Linked DNA regions of Mus musculus: all the other regions are linked to region 3. Evidence: chromatin contacts called from public promoter capture Hi-C data. All regions are on one chromosome and are shown on one strand. The core of a region is the stretch at or near the end of the contact, and the rest is flanking DNA. Distances in the headings are between cores, read along the strand shown. Region 1 holds the start of Tmem86b (transmembrane protein 86B). Region 2 holds the start of Isoc2b (isochorismatase domain containing 2b). Region 3 holds the start of Ndufa3 (NADH:ubiquinone oxidoreductase subunit A3).

The links. Promoter capture Hi-C pulls out the DNA fragments that hold promoters and counts their contacts.
Region 1: a promoter capture Hi-C map of liver shows a contact between it and region 3, with 3 times the contacts expected there. The contact joins the promoter of Tmem86b here to the promoter of Ndufa3 in region 3. A contact is called at or near these places in 7 of 39 promoter capture datasets (the HPC-7 cell line, hippocampal neurons, liver and 2 more).
Region 2: a contact with region 3 is called in a promoter capture Hi-C map of liver, with 6 times the contacts expected there. The contact joins the promoter of Isoc2b here to the promoter of Ndufa3 in region 3. A contact is called at or near these places in 8 of 39 promoter capture datasets (the 3T3-L1 cell line, cranial neural crest, erythroid cells and 4 more), 1 of 115 datasets of contacts at active chromatin or transcription factors (embryonic forebrain) and 1 of 9 other capture datasets (liver).

The regions. Positions count from the first base shown.
Region 1 is chr7:4,629,090-4,631,789 of GRCm38.p6, reverse strand. It overlaps Tmem86b (transmembrane protein 86B), which reads left to right and starts at 1,308. Exons shown (of 3, transcript NM_023440.3): 1 at 1,308-1,568; 2 at 1,988-2,234. The coding sequence starts at 1,518. It overlaps Ppp6r1 (protein phosphatase 6, regulatory subunit 1), which reads left to right. Exons shown (of 24, transcript NM_172894.2): 24 at 1-295.
Region 2 is chr7:4,864,924-4,867,623 of GRCm38.p6, reverse strand. Isoc2b (isochorismatase domain containing 2b) reads left to right here and starts at 1,445. Exons shown (of 6, transcript NM_026158.2): 1 at 1,445-1,563.
Region 3 is chr7:3,616,080-3,618,779 of GRCm38.p6, reverse strand. It overlaps Ndufa3 (NADH:ubiquinone oxidoreductase subunit A3), which reads right to left and starts at 1,407. Exons shown (of 4, transcript NM_025348.3): 1 at 1,373-1,407; 2 at 1,089-1,163. The coding sequence starts at 1,382. It overlaps Oscar (osteoclast associated receptor), which reads left to right and starts at 2,623. Exons shown (of 5, transcript NM_001290377.1): 1 at 2,623-2,700.

The DNA.
Region 1 (2,700 bases), core at 59-2,558, 1.0 Mb before region 3:
CTGGGGTTGGAGGCCGCTGGCCTGTGCTCTGGTGCAGATGCTCTTACCCAGCTTCACTCAGGACCACCTTGGGGTGTAACAGAGGGTGTCATCCGGCCCCTGGCCCTGGGGAACATCCCTAGAGGCCCAGAATGGGGGTTGCTGGGTACCCCATGCCCTGAGGGTTCCAGCACTGCTGCCAAGTGGCCTTGTCCCAGCTCCCCCTGCCCCCCCCAAGGCTGGTGTGAGTGTGCAAGTATGTGTGCAGAGCTTGTGTTTCATACTGCAGATATAAATAAAGGAAGATAGCAGAACATTCCTGCTGTGGGACTGTGAGTTCTGGGACTCAGAGTTGGGTGAACTTGCTCTTCATAGCCTAGAGAGCTACATTCTCTTAGGACCACACTTGTGAGAGTGTGTGTGGGTGTAGGGGATGGGGAATACTTAGACATCAGGCAGAACATCAGGAGTTAGCACTCTGGGGCGCTCTCATCCTGATATGTGTACCTCCGTGGCCCTGTTCCAAAATGCAGATCAGTTAGGGCTGTGCTGACTCAGCTCTATCCTCTAACAGGCCTGCTAAAAGGAGCAAGAGGTCCCTGGACTTTGGAGCTGAGCGTCCTGCCATTACGGGGATAGGAGGCACCAGGCATGTGGTGGTGGCAGAGGCAGAGGCAGGTGGATCTGTGTGAGTTCAAGCCCAGCCATGTCTACAAACTGAGTTCCAGGACAGCCAGGGCTGGGCAGAGAAACCCTGTCTCAAAAACAAAGGTGTGGGGGCTGGTGAGATGGCTCAGTGGGTAAGAGCACCCGACTGCTCTTCCAAAGGTCAGGAGTTCAAATCCCAGCAACCACATGGTGGCTCACAACCATTCGTAACGAGATCTGACTCCCTCTTCTGGAGTGTCTGAGGACAGCGACAGTGTACTTACATATAATAAATAAATAAATCTAAAAAACCAAAAACAAAAAACCAAAGGTGTGGGAGAGATTAGGAGACAGGAAGCTCCCTTGAGAATGGACATACAATGAAGCATCCCTAAGGGGGATGGTTGAGGAACCTAGTAGTTTCTTGGCATCCAGTAGGTCCCTATCTTGTTCATGGGAAGGCTGCAGAACATGAGTGTACAGTGGTGTGGTCGTCCTTCCTTCCAGGGAATGTTTGAATGACTTCAGGCACAATGCAGGATTTATTTAACCAGTGTTTGTGGCAGGACCCCTGTTTTCCAGGGTTGGTTGTAGGGCTACCCCTCTGTGGAACTTTGCATTGTTCCTTATAATTGGCTGGGTGTGAGACAATGGGAGTTCCACTTTGGGGGAGGGGGCTCACTTTTGGAGGTGGTGGCCAGGTTTCTAAGTGCTGGGGGGTGGCCCTTGGTGCCTGATGGGTACCTTATCAGCAAGTGCCAGACAAGAGCAGGCCTTGCGTGAGCCCTGTTATCAGCCCCAGAGTCCACAGGACACTTGGGTTAATGTGTAACCACAAGACTTCCCTCTGCCCTCTGAAGCCACTGGCTCCTAAAGAGAAGCAACTCAGCATGGATGCTAGAAAAGAGGGGCTGCCCCTGGAGACACTCTTTTCAGACCAAGTGAGAACCTGTAAGGTGGGGATGGGCAGGTCTGGGAACATGGGCAGTACTGGGGCCTGTGATTCTCTATGCTTGGTGAGTTGGTGGGGATGCCCTGTCCTTCCAGGAGGCTGGGTTCTAAGGTATCGTGGTTTTGTCCTTGCAGGAGATAGGAATGAAAAGGTTCTCAAGGTGGCTAAAGATCCTAGTCCCGAAAGTCCAACCTGGACATGCTTGGGTCCTGGCATGAGGGTGGTGTGGGGGATGGCCGTTAAAATAGGTTCTCACTGGGTATCCTAGACAGGTTTTGAAATCAACAGCCTCCCGTTTCCACCTGCTAAGTACTGGAATTAGACATTTCCTACAGTGCCTTGCAGTGACCCCTCCCCCAGGACTGGCTGCGAATGGGAGGGAGGCTGAGAAGCTTCGCTCTCTTGAAGTACCCACAGGTCCGCAGGTGGCTGGCCCCCTTCATCCTTGCCTGCTCCCTTTACTTCCTCCTCTGGATTCCTGTGGACCAGCCATCTTGGGTCAGTGCCCTGATCAAGTGCCAGCCCATTCTCTGCCTGGTTGTGTTCCTGTGGGCTGTGGCCCCTGGTGGGAGCAGCACCTGGCTCCTGCAGGGAGCTCTTGTATGTTCTGCTGTGGGAGATGCCTGCCTCATCTGGCCTGAAGCTTTCTTTTATGGTGAGCAGGGGCTTCTATGACAACACACCTAGGGTTCTTGTGGAGTTGAGTCAGTACTGGGACACAGCTTTTCATTATATGGAGCCCTCCCTCCCTAGGTCCTCTGGGTTATCCAGAGGTGCCAGAAGGCAGTGATGGGTGACAGCATAGCTCACAGTTCAGCCAGGGGCTTGGAGTCAGACTGGTTGGAAGATGTGGGATTACCTGGTTGGAAGGGGTGGTGTGGAGAAAATTAAGGTGTAGCATGACTGAGGTGGGTGGGGGAGGTAAGGAGTCATTTTTGAGATGTCTATATATGAGGGCTGGTCTGAATGGCCTCAAATGTTGGATCCTCCTGCCTTAGTTTTCTCAAGGGCTAGGATTACAGGAATAAGGATATGTAGCTGTGTAGATGGGAAGTGTGGCCATCCTGGGCATGGAAAGTGCATGTGGAAAGGACCTGGGGTAATAGTGTATGAGTTACTTT
Region 2 (2,700 bases), core at 196-2,695, 1.2 Mb before region 3:
TCGTGTGTGTGTGTGTTTATAAAATTTTGGGTGTGTGTCTGCCCATGTGTCTGCTTACCACATGCATTCAGTGCCAAAGTGGCCAGAAGAAGGTGTCTGAGCCCCTGGAAGTAGAATTACAGGCGACTGTGAGCCTCCACCACTGTCTGGCTTGTTGTTTTTAATCTTTGTTCAGCTCATTTTGTTTTTGAGGCTCAGTTTCAGGATGCACTTGAGTTCACTGTTCTGGGGAGACCAACTTTGAACCTCTGCCGGTTGCCTTCCCAGTCCCATCCCATCCCCCATCTCTCCCACCCTCACCCCACCCCCATGCATACAGTGCTGGGCACTAAAGCGAAGGCTTTATTCATGCCAGGCAAGGACTCTGCCACCTGAGCTACAGTTCCAGCCTTATTTCTTTTTCTTTGTTCGACAGTGTCACACTCTGTGGCCCAGGCTAACCTGGAACTCTGTGTATATATATATCTCTCCCCCAAAAGATCCTCACCCACACTCAGCCTCCCAAGTGCTGGGTTTACAGTCCTCGTTAGCCACCATGCCTAGCCCTTTTCTCATAACTTCAAGGTGAAGAAATCCTCCTGTCTCCACTTCTGAGTACTTGGGGTCATGGGTATTAAGCCACCGTAATCAGCTTTTGTTTTCTTATTCATTGAACTCAAGGCCTCAGCTTCTAGAACGCTGGGATTACCGGCCCTGAGCCACCATACCAGGTTTATATATCTGGATGAAGTAATCCTCTCTCTCTTAACCCCCACTTCTAAGTACAGAGTCAGTTTTCTATATAGACCACCCAAGGAGACAAGTCCTGAATTCCTGGAGAAAAAGCTAACTGGCAAGCAGTGGGGGAAAATGTCTTACGAGGCTTGTTCTTTTGTTTTCTTAGTTTGACTTTCGGGTTTTCGAGACAGGACTTACTTCCGTGTTGTACTGGCTATTCTGGAATTCGCGTTGTAGAGTCAGAATTATGCCTGCCTCTGCCTCCTGAGTACTGGAACTAAACCATTAACTAAATCATCGGTTTATGATGATTACTGGAACTAAACATTTGCGCCACCATGCCCGGCTGTTGTTTTGGTTGACAGGGTCTCACCACGCAGTCCCGGCTAGTCTCGAACTGGCGATACTCGTGCTTCAGCCTTCCTAGAGCTAGGTTACAGAAAGCATCACCTCTCCCCGGTCGCCCCGGATGGAGTGGATGGTGCCATGAACCCTACACTAGCCAAGATTGAGCCTCTAGCTCTCTGGTCGTTCTTCACCCTCCTTCCGGGTTAGAAGCCGAGCTCTCAGCCAAGGCCCTCCCTCCGTGGATTTTCATTGGTCCTACCCTCTGTCTCTCCGCCTGCTCCAGTTTCTTCAGACCAATCGAATTAACAGGATGGAGTAGAACAGAGTGAGGCGAACGCCGATTGGTTGGCTCGGCGCGGGGGTGTAGACCCGCGGCTCTGACTACGTGTCTACAAAGGGCAAAAAGGAGGCCCAGTACGGGGTCAGTGGGAATCCAGCGGGGAAAAGGTCACGGGACTTCTTGGAAAAGGGGCCCGAACTCGAACCTGGGACCTTCGAGTAAGTCCGGTTCGTTACTTGCTGGCTGTTTGCAAACCCACCATCCCGTCATTCAGACCGGGAAACGGAAGCTTTGCAGGGTGTCGGGTTCGGGGGTTGGAATGGCATTCCATTTGGTCTCAGGATAGACCCGCGGGGAGAGTCCCCAACCCTCTCTAGAGACAAATTTTGCATCAACCCCGCCAGTGAGCTAACCCTGGAGAAAAAAAGAGACCCAGAGAGGAAGGGAAACTCACCCAGGGTCACACAGCCTGAAATTCCTGGTTCCAGGAGTTGTGGTCCCCGCTTCTCTCACAATTACGTGCTCCTCTGTATCGCTCTCCCTAAAGCATCGTGGATCCTCTCCCATCTGTGTCCCCAGTCCATCTCGATCAAATCTGGCGAACTGAGCCTGGCTGTCATGAAAGCCAGGCAAATCAAGTGCTCTCTACCACTGAACTCCATCCAGCCCCCTTGCTCATTTCCTTCACACTGTGCCTCCCAAAAATGGGTTCCCAAGCCAAGAACCCAGCCCTTGGGACATAAGCCTTAAAAACCTATGAGGGGAATAGAGAAGGGGGGGCGAGTAGACATGGCTCAGTGGCTAAGAACTCTGGTTTCTCTTGTAGAGGACCTGGGTTTGGTACTCAGCACCCAGACGGTGGTTTACAACCGTCTTTAAATCTAGTTTCAGGGGACCCGACTACCTCTTCCAGCCTCCACAGACACTACATGCATGTGGCTATGCAGTCTCAGGTCAAACACTCATATAATAAACCCAGTCCGGGCTGGAGAGATGGCTCAGCAGTTACGAGCAGTGGCTCCTCTTCCAGAATGGCTCACAACCATCTGTAATGGGATCTGCTGCCCTCTTCTGGCATGCAGGCATACATGTAGACAGAGCACTCATATACAGGGAATAGATAAATAAATATTTTTTTAAAATTAAAAGTAAATCTGATCAACACACACATTTGGGATCCAGAGAGAAATGACTCCTTCGCTTGTCTCTGACCTCCACATATGCCCCATGGCATGGATACCCTCTCCCATATAGAAACTAAATAAATAAATAGAAATTTTTAAGGAAAAAAAAATCTACATTTGCCATTCAGGGAGCACAGATGGGAGTTTGCCATACCGTTCTTGCGCTTTTCA
Region 3 (2,700 bases), core at 158-2,657:
AGGAAAAAGAACCTACGTCCTCTTCTTGCCTCCAGAGGCGCACACACATTTTTAAGAAAAGATACGTGCCGGGCAGTGGTGGCGCATGCCTTTAATCCCAGCACTTGGAAGGCAGAGGTGGATTTCTGAGTTCGAGGCCATCCTGGGCTACAGAGTGAGTTCCAGGACAGCCAGGGCTACACAGAGAAACCCTGTCTCGAAAAACCAAATAATAATAATAATAATTAAAATAAAATAAAATAAAGATATGCAGGGATGGTGGCTCAGGCGTGTGATATCAACACATAAGAACCCAAGGCAGACTGCTGTGAGTTTGAGGCCCACTTGAGCTAAGTGATTTGTATCCTCTATAAAAAAGAAAACTGAAAAGATTCAGAAGAAGTCAGTTCAAGGAAGTTTTTAACCTTAGTGTGGTGAGAGAGCTCAATAGTTAAAATTACCTGCTCACTGGAACTCAGAATGAGCACTGACTCCAGTAAGTTGTCCTCCGACCCCCCAAACCCAACTGGTAGCCAACACACACACACACACACACACACACACACACACACACCTTAAAAAATGTAATTTTAACTTTAAGAACGAACCAAGTATACATTAAATCACTATTTCAACATATAATCAATTAAAACCACATACATTAGAGCATTCTAGGTCTTTGAAAGTCAGGGTGGTAGATAGCTGGTGGTGGGTTTTAGAACTTCTCTGTCACACTCCAGGCCAGCAATACTGACAATTTTGGTACTGTGATGGCTGCCAAATCCAAGGCCTCACCCCAGACTTTCAGAATGAAAATTTAACAGGTCACCTCCATCTCCCGGGCTTCAATGCATCAGAACTGTGAGTAACCCTGTCCCACTGCAAGGTGGGAGGCTTGCTGAGAGATTTGCATAAGTCAGACTTCGCCGAGGAGTTCTGCCTACAGAGTCAAACTGAGTTGAATGTGCACCTCTTGTGTGTGGTGAGGGAAGAGCGACAGTAATGTCAGGATATGGCTGGCAAGGGGATGCGAGATGAAACTGTGCCGTGGAATGCTGATGACTTCCGGGTGGAGGATGCACTTTCGCGCCGGGGAAGGGGGCACTCACCGAGGCCCCAGACAGAGAAGGACACCACCAGCACCGGCTCCTTCGCCCAGGCATTCTTGAGGAAGGCAGAGATTCCTAGAGAGGTGAGAAGACAGTCACCCTTGGGGACTACTGCGGTGACCTCTAACACTCTCGTATCACCCCTGCTCTGCACCCTCGTGACTGCCGCGCCCCTATTCTGGGACGGATTACCGGTCCCCAAGGCTCCACTGAGACTCAGCCACGGATCAGCCCACAGTTTCCTGGAACTACTTGATCCCCGCGAGCTCCAAACCTGTACTTACTCCCGGCCATCTTGTTCTTGGCGGCGACAAGGAGCGGAGCTCTCTGGGAGTTGTGGTCCTTCTCCTTGCGTGAGGCCCCGCCCCTTGGGCGAGGACGTGGACCCTTTCGGGAGTTGTAGTTCTGGAGTGAGGCTTAAGAGGACTGAAAGATTTAAACCACCTTGAACACCTGCTGGCCTCACCATTTTCTTATAGTTTATAACTCAGCAAATGCATCGGAGAAGTAACATAACGTTCTCCTGTAATAAAGTCAGCTTTGGGCTGGAGAGATGGCTCAGAGCTCTGTCTGCTCTTCCAAAGGTTTAATTTCCAGTAACCACATGGTGACTGACAACCATCTGCAATGGGATCTGACGCCCTCTTCTGGTGTGTCTGAAGACTGCAACAGTGTACTCATAAATAAACCTTAAAAAAAAAAAAGTCAGCTTTACATTGAGATCACATCTAGACATAAGCTCATTCTGGAAATTCTAAATTAATCCCAAATATATTAAGGACTGCCTGTGCTTTGTGTTACTAGCATGCAGATCATGGCTTTTCCCTCCATCTGCCCCTTAGTGCTGAAAACTGAAACCAGGACAGGCTAGGCTACCCATCTCCGATTGAGCCACTCCTCCGTCCACTTGCTGATAGATTCTACTATCCCAGGTCCCTGCTGGTGGATTTTAGGCATATCTTTTATTGTTGAGCCACATTTTTCAGCCCTTTCATTACTTTTTATTTTGAGACAGGGCATTAAATGGCTCAAGTTGGCCCTGCAATCTTTGAACTTGACAGCCTCCTGCCTTGGTTTCTCAAGCTGGTGAGATTACAAGCCTGAGCCTCTAAGATAATGCACATCACTTAAAAAAATTAACATATCTGGACTGGACAGTGAGAGCAGTAATGGAGTCTGAGCCTTCTCTTGTTACCGGCATAGTACATATTGTACAGCAAGCTTCTTTTTCCCTTTCTACCTTTTTGTTTTGTTTTTTTTGTTGTTGTTGTTGTTTTTTTCCTCTTTTCCATTTTTCTTCCTCCCACCTGCCCCTTTCCTTTCTCTCCTCAGTGCTGAGGCTACTCTGGGCAAGTGGTCTTCTACTTAGCGACAACGTCCTCAGCCCTCCTCCCCAACTTTTAAGTTAAATTAAAGAACACCAGAGGCTATGACTGTTCCATCTTGCAACTTTTTCCAAGACAATGAAACTATGACACAGTTACCCAGGAGCCTCCACCTGACTCCTCTGTTCCCTAAACAGGACTCTCACATGGCTTTCTGGTGTTGCTTCATTTCCTCAGAGTGAAAAAGGCAGGGTCAACCTTTTCCTCAGCTCCACGGAGAGTGCCCA